Linked DNA regions of Anas platyrhynchos: region 2 is linked to region 1. Evidence: chromatin contacts called from public Hi-C data. All regions are on one chromosome and are shown on one strand. Each heading gives the region's core, a stretch centred on a gene start, on an enhancer-like site or on the middle of the called end of the contact. The rest is flanking DNA. Distances are from core to core; before and after follow the strand shown. Region 1 overlaps SCAP (SREBF chaperone). Region 2 holds the start of ELP6 (elongator acetyltransferase complex subunit 6).

Region 1 (6,403 bases), core at 1,157-3,656:
TTGAGTCTTGGGTAGAAAATATCCCTGGGAGGGTTTAGTTTGTTCACGTAATACTGTTCATGTAATACTTAGCTGTGATTTAGCAAGATCTTCACTCTTGATAGTGGGACATGGTCCCTACCCTCCTGGTACAATGTTCTCTGGCTGACTGTTCCCAAGGCTGCTGTACTGGTGCTCAAATCCATCTTTTTGATTTTCACCTCTTTTTGGAGACTTTCTTATAGAGACTCTTTGAGAGGTGCTGTCCTTTGGGGTTCTTTGGGGACCCAGGAGTTGGATTTGATGATCCTTGTGTGGCTCCCTTGCAACTCGGATATTCCATGATTCTGATTCCTGACCCTAGGGAGCATGAAGACTGATTTAGTGGTTGTCTACAATGGCTGTTTTTCAGAAAATCATGCAATTTTGTAAAAATATTAATACCTATCCGATGCAGATGAAATCACACCTCTCACCTCAGCACAGAATGACACTGCACAAGAAAGGGTTTGGCTGAGAGCGGTGGATAGTGTTTGCTGTTCACTTTCTTTAACCAAAGATCTCATTCTCATTTTTTTTTCCTGTTTCCCCCAGAGAGATCTTTCCCTACTTGGTCGTGGTGATTGGCCTGGAGAACGTGCTGGTCCTCACCAAGTCGGTCGTCTCCACGCCTGTCGACCTGGAAGTGAAGCTGCGCATCGCCCAAGGTAGGCACCTCCTCTGGGAAAATGCTGAGAGAGGAAAAAAACTGGGGAAATTCCCAAACTGGGAGATGGGGAATTATCTTAATCGTGGTCTGTAGAGGAAACGAAGACCTTGTGAGTCGAATATGAATTGGTGATTGTATTCTTAAAGTCTTTTGTACTATTTTTGTTATTTTTAAGAACTCACATAAGCCTCTAACTGTGGGCACTGCTTTTTAAGATTCTTGACTGAAGCATTGGCAAAACAAGTTTTAAAAAGTGTCAGTGAGAGAGAGCTGTGTCTCCTGGTAAGGATATTTAGTGCCTGTCCTCGTGTCATGAATATTTTAAGTGCAGTCCACGGGTCGTAAGAAGTTCTGCTGAGGCTGTGACCAAATTATTGTCCCTGGTACAGATACACTCTGCAGCTGCATAAGGATCTGAGTACACTCAAACCATGGATAAATGTGGTTTGCAAATTTAAAAGACGTTTATAAACATGAGAGATTCTGGAGTGATCCCCAGAAAAATCTACTGAGCTTTGAAAATAAGAGCGGTTTGTATCCTAGATCAAAAACAGGACGCAAAAACTCACTGATTCCTGACTCTTCTGAATCCCTGCGTTGTCCTGCTCGGTGCCCTCAGCCTGCTAAAATCAAGGTGGTTCTGTGAGCTGAGCCTTCTTCAGCTCCCCGTGTGGCTGGATAAAAATCCATCTGCTGCTCTGGGGCTGGGTGATAACCCGGCTGATAAACACATGGGAATCTACAGGCCGATTATAAACACACACCCAAATAGGTCAGCTGAATTTTAGCCTAAAAATGCCCTTTTTTGTCTGTTGACTAATTTTAAAGAAGGGGAACCCAGGGAGGAGTCCTTTCAGCTCTGCTCACGCCCGCTCACTAGGGAACACTCTCCTTTTACCTGTCTGCGTGTTTTCTCCCCAGGCCTGAGCAACGAGAGCTGGTCAATTATGAAGAACATGGCCACAGAGCTCGGGATCATCCTGATCGGGTATTTCACCCTCGTCCCAGCCATCCAGGTGAGTGCCAGGCACCCGCTGACATTTCACAAATGATATTGTCTAACACAACAAACCTTATTTTCTGTGGCTTAGCTGGCTGAGGAGTAGAAGAGGTGACTCAGGGAAACGCCTCCCTTTCCACTCTGGTTTCCCCAGTTGGTTTCGTGCAATCCCGAACGCTCCTCCCTGCATCTCGAAGTGTGTCCCAGACCCCCTGGCAGTGACCCCCTCATTCTGCCCCATCATTTGGAGGCCTCTCACCCCCAGAACAAGGGGCTGGGCCCTGTGCTCCTTTCTGTTTGTGCAGGGGAGCTTCCCATCACGGAGCTGTGAGCTCGCTAATCCCCTTCAGCAGTGGAGGGGAAACCCAAAACCAGTGCAGGATCTCCTCCGGGGAAAGGGTGGGCGGTGTGTTTGGGGCTGTCTCACCAGATTTACAAGCCTTTGGGTTTTTTACAGCCACAGACATCACCGTCTCTGTTCCAGGGGTGAACAAACTGAAACCTCGAGGAACGATCTAGTAGATTGGGTCTCTAGTAGAGGGTCTAACACTGAAAATGGTGTCAAGGTCTGGAAATTCCTAGCACGGATTTGAGCAGGTGCAGGCAGCAAGGCAGCAGCATCCGCGCAGCTGAAGGCCAGTGCTGGCCGCGCGTGGGCTGAGCGTGTCCTTGCTGTGACATTGGGGAACCACCAGCAGACAGACTGCAGATTAAAGTGGATGATAATCTAAGAAGATTAAACAGCCAGCTTGAACGGGAGCGTTGCAGGTCCTTGAGCCTGGCCCTGGGTGGCCAAGAGAAGTTCAGCAAGAGAGGAGCTCGAGCAGAATTCCCCAGGGTACACCCAGCCACGTGTCCTGTCTGAATTTTTTTATTTGAAGCTGGTTGCAGAGGTTGCTCAGGTCAAACACCAGCGTGATCCACCCTTTGGGTGTAAATTGGGCTCATTCCTAGGGTCTTTTAGCTCCTCGTCCTGGCAGAGGAGCCGTGGGAAGAGCAGCACGTCCAGGGATGTGTCCTGGGTGCCCGTCCTGCTCCTTCTGGAGCTCACCCACTGAAATTGGGTTCAGGTCTCGCTGTAGGGGGTGCAGAACCCAAGCATAAGAAGATTTCGGATTCCCAGGGCCAGCAGTTTCAGATAGCTCTAATCCTTAATGGAACGAGTGGGGATATTAGCGGAATTAATATTTATACGCAGAGCTTGCCGTTTGTGGAGGCTTTTGCTGAGTGGAATCCAGCTGGGTGCTGCTTTCCCTCTGTTTTCCTCCTTTGGAGAGGAACCCGGGCTGTGTTTTCATCCCCAGAACGTCTCGGGGTGTTGTGTTTGCTCCCCAAACCTCCCGAGGAAGGGATCAAGCTGCGGTCAGAGCCTGCGAGAAGCTGGGCAAGACCCAGGCAGGAGGGGGACAAAAATGAATCTTGTTCTGCAAATGGGGCTGGGCTCTTGGATCTCTTTAGCCCCAGGTTGCTGCTGGTGCCTGCTTTCGATGTGCTTGATCTCTCCGAGTTCCTAAATCTCCTCTGGGCCCCGACAGGTCGTGGCAGCGACCTGTACCTCCGAGGGGTGTCCCTGGCTCTGGGCTCCTCTGGTGCTCCTAATTTCTGCAGTGGCACCTGCTGGGGAAGCGCAGCATGGCAGGGAGCTCAGCACCCATCCCGAAATAAGGACCCAACCCTAAATAAGCACCAGCCGAGGGTGTGATTTAAACAGCCATGGTTTAGCTGGAGCCCTGGAGCTCCTAGGTGTGAGCACAGGGCGGTACAGGGGCTTCGGTGGTCTTTGTGTGGTGGGAGGACACCTGGCTGAGCCCAGCCCCACTGCTCCTGGAGGAGTTTTGCATCAGGGGGAGGTTTATTGGTGCAGGGAAGGAAACCAGCACTGCTGGGGGCTCTTTGGGCGTGCGATTCGCGCGCACAATCAGGGGGCTGAGAGCTTTGGGAGCAGGGACAACACCTCTGCTGTTTTCTCCTGGGATTCTTTGATGTTTTACGGCTAAGAACAAAAACTGTGAATGTGAATTAACGTGCTCCCGAGCTCTCACACTGCTCTAACACCAAGCTTTCAACCATTCCAAAGCCCCGATGGCAGGACTGTGGTCAGTAAAACACCCTCAGGCCCGTGCTCTTGGGCAGCAGGGTGCTGAGCTGCCCTTTTCGTGGAGCTGGGATCTCCACCCCGTGTCCCTGAGCTGCCGTAGCTGATTTCTGTGTGTTTGTGCTGCCTGCAGGAGTTCTGCCTCTTCGCCGTGGTGGGCCTGGTGTCCGACTTCTTCCTGCAGATGTTCTTCTTCACCACCGTGCTCTCCATCGACATTCGTCGCATGGAGGTGAGGACGGGCTGGGAGCCCTCGTCCCGGGGCGAGGGGAGCGTGCCCTGGGGTTTCCCACCTCGTTTTTCTCCGTTTTTCTGACTCCTGCTTCTCTCCTGGCAGCTCGCTGACCTGAACAAGAGGCTGCCAGCAGAAGCCTGCCTGCCCCCCGCCAAGGCCGTCAGCCGCTCGCAGCGCTACGAGCGGCAGCCGGCCCTGCGGCCCGCCACCCCCCACACCATCACCCTGCAGCCCTCGTCCTTCAGGAACCTGCGCCTCCCCAAAAGGCTCAGGGTCATCTACTTCTTCGCCAGGACCCGGCTGGCCCAGAGGCTCATCATGGTAGGCATGGCCTGACCCAAACAGGCTTCCAGGGGAAAAAAAATATAAAAAATGGACATTTTTACACATTCTTGCTGTTTGCTCTGAGAGATCTCTGCATAACCAGATTTTCAAGGAACTGTACGAGGGGAAAGAGAAGGTATTTACAGAGCAGAAGTCGTATTTGTTCCTGCAGGCAATGTGGGATGAAGGCACGGAGATGTTTCTCTCCGTGGAAGACGAATTCTTTCCCTTTTGGGGGTGTGACTGTAAGAGGGACACCAGATCCTGCCCTGCTTGTCCCCAGTGCTGTCACCACCAGCAGGCTGGGGTGGGGAGCTCACAAAGTGGTGCTCGGGGTCACCATAAAGGACAAGGATCTGCCTGGAGCAGGACCCTAACGGAGGGCAGGGTGCTCCCCTTGCTGGGGTGCTGCTGATGGGCTCAGCCAGGCGATGACGGGGTGGGGGCAGCAAGAAAAAGGCCGAGCACTAAATAATTTTGAAATAATTTTGTCTCCTCTCTCCTCACGCAGGCCGGGACGGTGATTTGGATCGGAATCCTGGTCTACACGGACCCCGCTGGGCTCCGCACCTACCTCACCTCGCAGGTCACCGAGCAGAGCCCCCTGGGGGAGGCGGGTTTGCCCCCTATGCCCGTTCCCGGAGGGGTCTTACCTGCTGGCGACCCCAAGCTCGATCTCTCGGTCTTCCCGGCGGACCCCGTGCAGCTGTCAGAGAACCAGACGCAGCAGCGGGAGCAGAAGTCAGGGTTGGATTCCCTGAGCAGGCTGGAGGCGAACCAGCACAGCTGGGCCCAGGGACATGAGGGCAAAGGGAACGGGCAGACGGAGCTGGGGACCGAGGCAGAGGTCACCTGGGGAGCGGAGGATGAGGAGATCTGGAGGAAGCTTTCCTTCAGGCACTGGCCGTCCCTCTTCAGCTACTACAACATCACCCTGGCCAAGAGGTAAGTGCCCTTCTGCCCTCCGTCCTCCTGAGTTTGGTGATTTGTGTTCCACGCGGCTTGCTCCAAAAGTGTCTCGAGGAGCAACCTATTAAACAGGCTGTCCTGGGGTGCAGAGGTACCAAACTGCTGGACTGCTTATCTGAAAATAAGGGCTGTGTTTCTTTTTTGTGCTTTTGGGTGTATTCCCTCATCCTGGATTGCATTTTTTTGGAGGTGACAAGCTCAGATAACATGTGTGCTTGTCTGTAAGCGATGGGGGTGGTACATGTGAGGAACAGAGACATTGAACAAACCTCTGGGTGATATCATCTGGCCTCCAGTGTACAGAAAACCAGAGCAGATCACTTTATTTTCACTTAAACCGTGATCCATCCAATCCCATGGGTAGCTCATTCCGCTGGTGGCAGCCCGTCCTGCCTGCTGCTGAGAAGCCGAGCCGAATTTGGGGTTTTTGTCTTCCTTGTGCTTGCTGTTCCTAAGCTGTTCTTCACCTCCATCCCTTCAGGTACATCAGCATCCTTCCAGCCATCCCGGTCACGCTCTACCTGAACCCCCAAGAGGCCTTGGAAGTGCGGCACCCCCAGGAAGCCAACCGCTACCACCCCTTCCTGGCTTCAAGCGGCGCCAAGCTGGGGGCTGCAGCTCAGCCTGACCAAGCCTCCCCCAAGCTGCAGGGGCACCGGGATGTCACCCTGTACAAGTAAGAGCCCTTGACACAACCTTGCCACCGTGCCTCAGCTCTCCAGAGATGCAGGGGGCTCTTTGGCTGCTTGGCTCTTCCCCAAAAAGGGGAAAAAGGAAAAAAAAATTACTGAGGATTTGGCTTTGATGTATTTTAAGTGGATGGTTTAATGGTGGTGTTAAAGCTGGTGCTCCTAGCACACACCTTATGGGGTGTATCCATGGGAAATAGGAATTTTTGGGGGAATAAATGCCACGATTCAACCATGGGTGTGAGATAAATCCCCCATGCAAGCAGAGAATTTCCTTTCCTGCTGAGGAGCCAAGCTCCCAGCTTGCCACCTGGATCTGCATCCTCCTTGGGCTGTGTTGAACACACTTTGTATCACCCTGATCCCCACCTGGCATTTTTTTTTCTTTCTTAACTGCGTGTTC
Region 2 (6,471 bases), core at 2,861-5,360, 41 kb before region 1:
CCCCCCATCTTCTCTGTCCCCATCCCAGCACAGGTTCCCCCAGGATCTGTGTGCGGCGTTGTGTCCGTCACCCCACAACGTGCTCCTGGTCCCCTCCACCAGACAGACTCACTCCCCGGGCACCTCCGACCCCTTTTTGGGGCCAAACCACAGCAAAACCCATTTTCTATGCATCCTTTCAGCCTCCGATCGCGGCGATTCTCCCGTCCCCAGCGAGCTGAACGGAGCAGGAAGGAAAATCTGGTGGCTTCGGTGGTGTAAATCAGGAAAAAAAAAACTATTTCTACCCGGGATCGCGGGGGGGACGCGGCTCCTGCCGGAGAGGAGCTCGGTGGTTCCTCGGGGAGAGAGAGAGGAAATTAATCAATTAATTAAGCAATTAGTCAAGAGGTGATTATCAGCGTGATTATGCCCCTCTCGCTCCAGGGTTTTCATCCCTCGCCGTGCCTCAGTTTCCCCTCCGGCCGCTGCCACGTCCCCATCCCGCTGCCTGCCCCAAAGAGGACAGAGGAGCCCCGTGACTTTTTCCATCCCCGTATGGGAACGAGCCTCCTCCCAGCACCCCCATAGACCCAACCCCATTAAATGGGGAGCTCGGGGATGGCCATTAAATTTAAACGCCTCGCTGGTTTCATTTTGGGGTCGGGGTGGCCCTTTTGTGGCCGAGCGACGGCTGGCACGGGACACGGGATGAGGGGAGGGGGCTGGCATGGGAGCCACGTTTGTCCTCATCCCTTCCCTCGTCCCCTTTTCTCCCTGGGACACGTCCCGGGAGCAGCGTGGGGACAAGGAGCCTTTCTTCCCTCGGGCTGGCCATAATCCCAATGGTGTTAGGGGCACTGGGGTCGGGCTGGTGGGACCGATCCCAAACCTTTCTCAGCCTCCTGGACCGTCTGCGGGGGCTGCCAAAACCCCATCCAGCCCTAAATGCACACACGGGGGGGGCTCCTGGGGCATCTCGGCTGCTAAGGGGAGCCCCCAGGTGATGTGTGGGGACCTTGGTGGCCGCGGAGAGGACGATGCCACCGATTATTCCTCGATCCCAGCCTAACAGGGAGCAAACCCCAGAGCCTGTGCCGGGTTTAACCGAGAGGAGGGAAGCAAAATCCTCTTAGCTGGGCAAAAACTGCACAGTGCTGAGCTCGGGGAGAGCAGCTGCGGCTGTTTGCTGATGCCAGCGAACCTCCCAGCACGGCTCTCACCCCGCTCCATCGCCGCTTTCCAGCTGCGGGGCCGGGGGATCCTGCAGGGAATGGGATGAGGGGAGAGGAAGGAGGCGAGGAGGAGGCTGAGCACGGCCTGAGCTCGCTCCTGGCCCTCGTGAAGGGATGTGGAAGGAAAAGGAGATGAAAACGAGTGGGCTGAGAGCCTGGGTGAGGCTTTAGGGGCGCTGGCAGGGCTTCAGAGGAGCGGTGCAAGCAGAAAACCCAAAAGGAAATGCCCCAGGAACAAGCTTGGATCCGTCGCCGGCTCCTCGCTGACCTCGGGCTCGGGAAAAAGGTCGGCAGAAAGTGGGAACGAGGGCGGATCACCAGGGACAGCCACACGGGGGGCGCAGGCATGTGGGGGAATCCGGCCGGCCAAATCGAGATGGGAATAGAAAAAAAAAAGGGCAGCGCCAGCAGGAGGAGGGAGGTGATGGCAAACGAGGGGCTGAGCACTCAAAGGTTTGGTAAAACCAGCCCTAAACACGCCAGCTGCAATGAGTAAGGGAAGTGGAATTAACCCAGAAAGTGTTAATTGGGGTAAATGAGAAGAGTAAGCAGTGTACGTGGCTCGGAGGGGGATTTTCTGAGCTTTATCCTCAGAAAACTGGCTGAAGGCACCTGGGACCTGATCATTGGGGGAGGTAAAGCAAAGGTTTTCTCCCTAAAAGTCACTTCCCACACGCTCACACCAAGGAGCCCGGTGGTTTCAGTTAACCCTCCCCACCGTGCTCTTGGGAATTGCTTCAAACACCGCACGGTGAAGTGTTTGGGTGGTTTCTTTTGGTGAATAATTGCTTTTTTTTTTGCCACTCGGTTTGGTCCCACACGGCACGGGAGCTTAAGGGTAAGCAGCACGGTTACCTACGGGTGCCACAATGCCATAGGTGCAAGGTTTGCTGCACTGCAAACACCACAAAAGCAAAAAAAGGCAGGAATTTATGTTAATATTAATTTAGAGGGCTCTGCAGCTCCTGGAGGAGCTGGAAGGGAAGCGCTCCGGGGAGAGAAACGTGACGGTGCAGGCAAAAAGGTGGCCAAAAAACGCCCCGATCATCAGCATATGGGAGAGCTCTGAGTTAGGAACAGCTCCAGGCTCTGCCAAATCCCTCCGTGAGCCAAACCCTGAGGGCTGGGAGGACAGGAGGTGAGGGAGTTAAGGCAGGGAGCCCGGCCGGAGCTGGTTCCCCACGCCCCCAAGAGCCAGAGCCGGGTTCCCAGCGCTCTGAAAAGGGCAGGAAAACAAAAGGCCAAGCGATCCGGGCTGTTAAAGCAGCTTTCAGCCGAAGCTCCTCCAGCGAGGAAGCCGTCCAAGGGAAGGAGAGGAAGCCCTTTCACAGCTCTGCAAGTGGTTAAAAGGCAGGAAGCACGGGGCTGACCCCAAAAAGTGGGTTTCTGGGGGGTATCTCGGGGTCCGGGCGCCTCACCCAGCCTGTGCCTACGTTCTCTGAAAAGGGTTAGGGAATGGGGTGGCAAATTTTACAGATAACACACAAATAAACATCAAAAATAAAGGGGGAAGAAGAGCTGCGACGGCTCGACCAAATCCCCACGCAGCCCGCTGGCTTTTCTGCAGTTCTCCCAAACCAGAAGATGGGGGAAGCTGGAGGCTAAGGCGAGCGCTGCGTGGTCCCAAAACTCTTCTCCCAAACCCCCAAAATTTGCAGCTCGGGGGCTTCCCAAGTTGCTCTCAGATCTCTCTCCCGTGGCTTAGTCCCCTTTCTCCTACCAGCTCACCCTCCTAAGCCCACAAATAGTGATAATTTGTGGTTCTTTCTAACCAATTTGCGTCTCCTGGCTCTTGCTCGGTCCTTGCCATTTCTCAGCATCCCCTGATGCCCCCTAATGCTCGCAGCAGACGAGGCAGTGCTGGGACCACGCAGCTCCTCCAGTCCCCTTGGCACATCCAACGCTCCACATGTCTCCCTCAGCCGGGCAATCCTCCTTTATACTACAAAAATAAAAAAAAAAATACAAAAGTAAATAAGGGGCAAGCGCATTCAGTGCCAAAAAACGCGAATCCAGGTGCGGGGGGTGAAAATAACTCTATGTGATTTGGATGCTCACGGCTGCAGGCTGTAAATTAGCTGATATTACTCGGGGAAGAAGCCAGGAATGATCTCGGCTCTGCTGTGAGAGCCCCAAATTAATGCTCGGCAGCATCCCAAAGTGCCGGTGACTTTTTGGGAAGTGTTGAGGACATCGGAGAGCCCTCGTGAAGCCACCGGCGTGCCACGGCCTGGGTGAATGGCCGGGTATTGAGGGTGGTGGCTTGAGGTGTAGGGTCTGGGGGGAGGCCAGGCACTGGTGGCGGACCCCAGGGGTGATACTGGGCCCAGTCCCGTTACTGGTGTGGATGATGGGGGCAGCTCTGTAGGACTGAGGGAGCCCTGGGGCTGAGCACTGCCAGCAGGTGGAGGGATGGCACCGCACAACCACGGCACCACAGCGGGGTCGGGGTGCGAAGGGACCCCCAAAACCCCCCCATGGCCGTGCCCAGAGCCCCCAAACCCTCAGGCTGCCCCCAGCCCCATCCAGCCTGGCTTTGGGCACTGCCAGCGATGGGGCACCCCCAGCTCCTGGGGGCAGCCCTCACTGTGACAGATTTCCCTTAATTTCCCCCTAATTTTCCCCAAATCCCCTTCTTTTCACCCTAAAGCCCCCCCAACTCCTGTCACGACCCCCCCCTCCCCACCCCAGCGCCCCCTCAGGGGCTCTCCTCAGGGGCTCCCCTCAGGGGGGGCTCCCCTCAGGGGATGGGGGGGGCTCCTCCACCCCCCCCCTCCCCAGCCGCCATTTTAACACCGTGGGGACCCCCATTAATGGCGGGGGGGGGTCTCATGAATCCTCCCCCCTCAGTCCCCTCCGTGAACACGGAACCGGAGAGGAAGGGGAGGGAGAAAAGGGCTCCGCCTGCCGCATGCGTGGCTGTGGTGTGTCCCCCCCCCCCCGAAACGCACACACAGCCCCCGGTAAAGGGCACCGTGAGGCAGCAGCAGCAGCCCCCGGCCATGCTGGGGGAGCTCAACGAGCTCCTGGGCGCCTCCCCTCAGCGCCCGGGCACGGTGAGGGAGGCGATGGCGGGGGGGGGGTAATGGCGGAGGCGCGGGCGGCCGCCATGGCGCGGGCACGGCCACGCTGCCACCACAAAAAGTGTCCCTATCACCACCATCAGTGTCACTGCTGTCCCCATTTCTGTCCCTTCTGACCCCACAACCCCTAGGGGGGCTGCCAGGCTTCTGCCCCCATCGGGCGTGGGGCTGCTGGGGGCTGTGGTCCTAAAATCGATGATAAAAGCGTTGCCCCAAATGTTTTCTAGCCCCTCTGATGTATGTAGTCTGCTTTAGGCTGCTCTGTTTGTTTATTTTGTCCCTGTAGGGTGGGTTTTTGGGGTAGTTTGTGAGTCCTGTGAGGGGTGGATGAAGGAAATGTGGGTGCTTGGATAAAAGGAGGCTGAGGGGAGACCTCATCGCTCTCTGTAAATACCTAAAAGGAAGGGGTGGGGAGCTGGGGTCGGCTTCTTCTCATCGATAAAATGGATAGGACTAGAGGGAATGGCCTCAAGTTGTGGCAGGGGAGGTTCAGGTGGGAAATTAGGAGATATTTCTGTCAGGAAGAGCAGTCAGGCATCGGGATGGGTTGCCCAGGGAGGTGGGGGAGTCACCGTCCCTGGGGGTGTTCAAGGAGAGGTTGGACGTGGTGCTTGGGGACATGGTGTGGTGGTGGCATTGGTGGTAGGGGGTGGTTGGAGCAGGTGATTTTGGAGGATTTTTCCTGGGAGGGGGTCTCGGTGGATGGGGAAACCGGAGAGAAAATCAGGGGGAAGGACCGTGGCCAAGCGGCATCGTGGTTCGACGCTGCAGCCCTGCATAGTGGGGCTTGATGCAAATTGGGAATTCAGAAGAGCAAAACCAACAGGAGGTTTGGCCTCGAGATCCCGAGTTTTGACTTGGCAGCGTAGGCAGAACCTAGCAGAGGCGCCAGGCATCTGTGCGGGGATTTGCCTCAGACTTGTGTTGGCTCTTCCATCAGCCGGGGATGTGGACTTCAACAACACACCCAGATGTCCTACCACACCTGGGCTACAAGGGCTGGCCAGAAATCAGTGTCCTGCTGCGTTTAAAAAGCACCAGCCCTTTGCAAATCTCTTCCCATCTCTGCCTTTCCATTTTCTGCATCGCCGCGGTTAAATCCGCGCCATTTTCCGAGTGCTGACTGCAGGGCTGGTAGGTGGAAGATGCTGCTTGCCTGCGTGGGTGCATCTGAGATGTCACCCTCAGATGTCATCTGAGATGCTTGTGACATCCGCCGCTGCCCTGCCGATTGATTTTGGCAGTTTCTAACAAGTGGCTGCAGCTTCTGCTTCGTAGCCCGCAGGTGGAAAGAGCGCGAAAGCAGCGTGCGGAGAGACCAGGGAGAGAAAGTGCTGCAAGAAGGAGGCATCCCCTATGGAAGTGCTTCACCCCAAGCCCTTTCTGGCCTTGAGAAGGACGTGCAGGTGGGGGACGAGGGTCAAACCATGCACCCCCACGAGCTGTGGTGCAGCTGCTGCCTCTGGAGGTGCACGGTTCGGGTTTGCCACCCCTCACGTACACGTTGGGGATGGAGAGTTTTAGGCACAGCCTGAGCAGCTGCAGTGCGACAGCGAAGTGAGGATCGGCAGGATTAAAGGTCAATAACGGGAAGGTTTTGAAGAAGCTGAATAATGTGTGCTCTGTGTGGCAGCATCCCACTGTGTCCTGCTTTCCGAGAGCTGTCAGGTGGACTTTGCTTCAGCGGTGCCTCCTGCTATTGTAATGCCCACCGAGGTGCACCCTTTTTTTTTTTTTTTTGCATGGAAAAATGCTCTCTGGCTGGGGCAGAACAGCCTTTCTGGACCCAAAGTCCTGCCTTGCATCCCGTGCAGACACGTTCAATATTTGCCGTCCCATTAGCACCGCTTCACGACACGTGTCAGGCATCGGGGAGCTGCCTGGGAGATGGCTTGCAAATTGCCTGTGGGTAGCGTGGGGCTTTTTGTTTTTCTTCTAATAGACTGGAAAAAAAAAAAAGAAAAAAGCATTGGTAAGTTCTTTGTGATTAAAAACAACCCTTCTGTGATTTGTATTGATTAAAGAGGAATCCTGGCTGAGGTTGTAATGGCAACAAGCGCCTTGATGAGACGGGTGCTGATAACAAGCAGGCGCTGATGAGCCGAATTAATTTCCTGCGTGATCAAAACAAGGTTTATACTTCGTGCGGGGAGCTCTGCTCCAGTGGCTTTTAG

Evidence for each region. A called contact is a pair of places that touch in the nucleus more often than the background predicts.
Region 2: a contact with region 1 is called in a Hi-C map of F1 follicle, with 4 times the contacts expected there. The contact joins the promoter of ELP6 here to the enhancer-like site in region 1. A contact is called at or near these places in 3 of 8 Hi-C or Micro-C datasets (F1 follicle, F5 follicle and skeletal muscle).

Annotation. Positions count from the first base shown.
Region 1 is chr2:158,623,359-158,629,761 of IASCAAS_PekinDuck_T2T, reverse strand. SCAP (SREBF chaperone) reads left to right here. Exons shown (of 24, transcript XM_038175141.2): 10 at 574-686; 11 at 1,610-1,704; 12 at 3,917-4,015; 13 at 4,121-4,339; 14 at 4,854-5,287; 15 at 5,793-5,987. Among named protein-coding and RNA genes, the nearest start is that of PTPN23, 20 kb to the right of the region's middle. Within about 2 kb of position 2,406, at least 2 of the 8 cell types and tissues checked have an H3K27ac peak or open chromatin away from gene starts, as enhancers often do. A contact at or near this core is called in F1 follicle and F5 follicle, where this site is marked.
Region 2 is chr2:158,666,475-158,672,945 of IASCAAS_PekinDuck_T2T, reverse strand. ELP6 (elongator acetyltransferase complex subunit 6) reads left to right here and starts at 4,110. Exons shown (of 7, transcript XM_027452933.3): 1 at 4,110-4,270. The coding sequence starts at 4,217.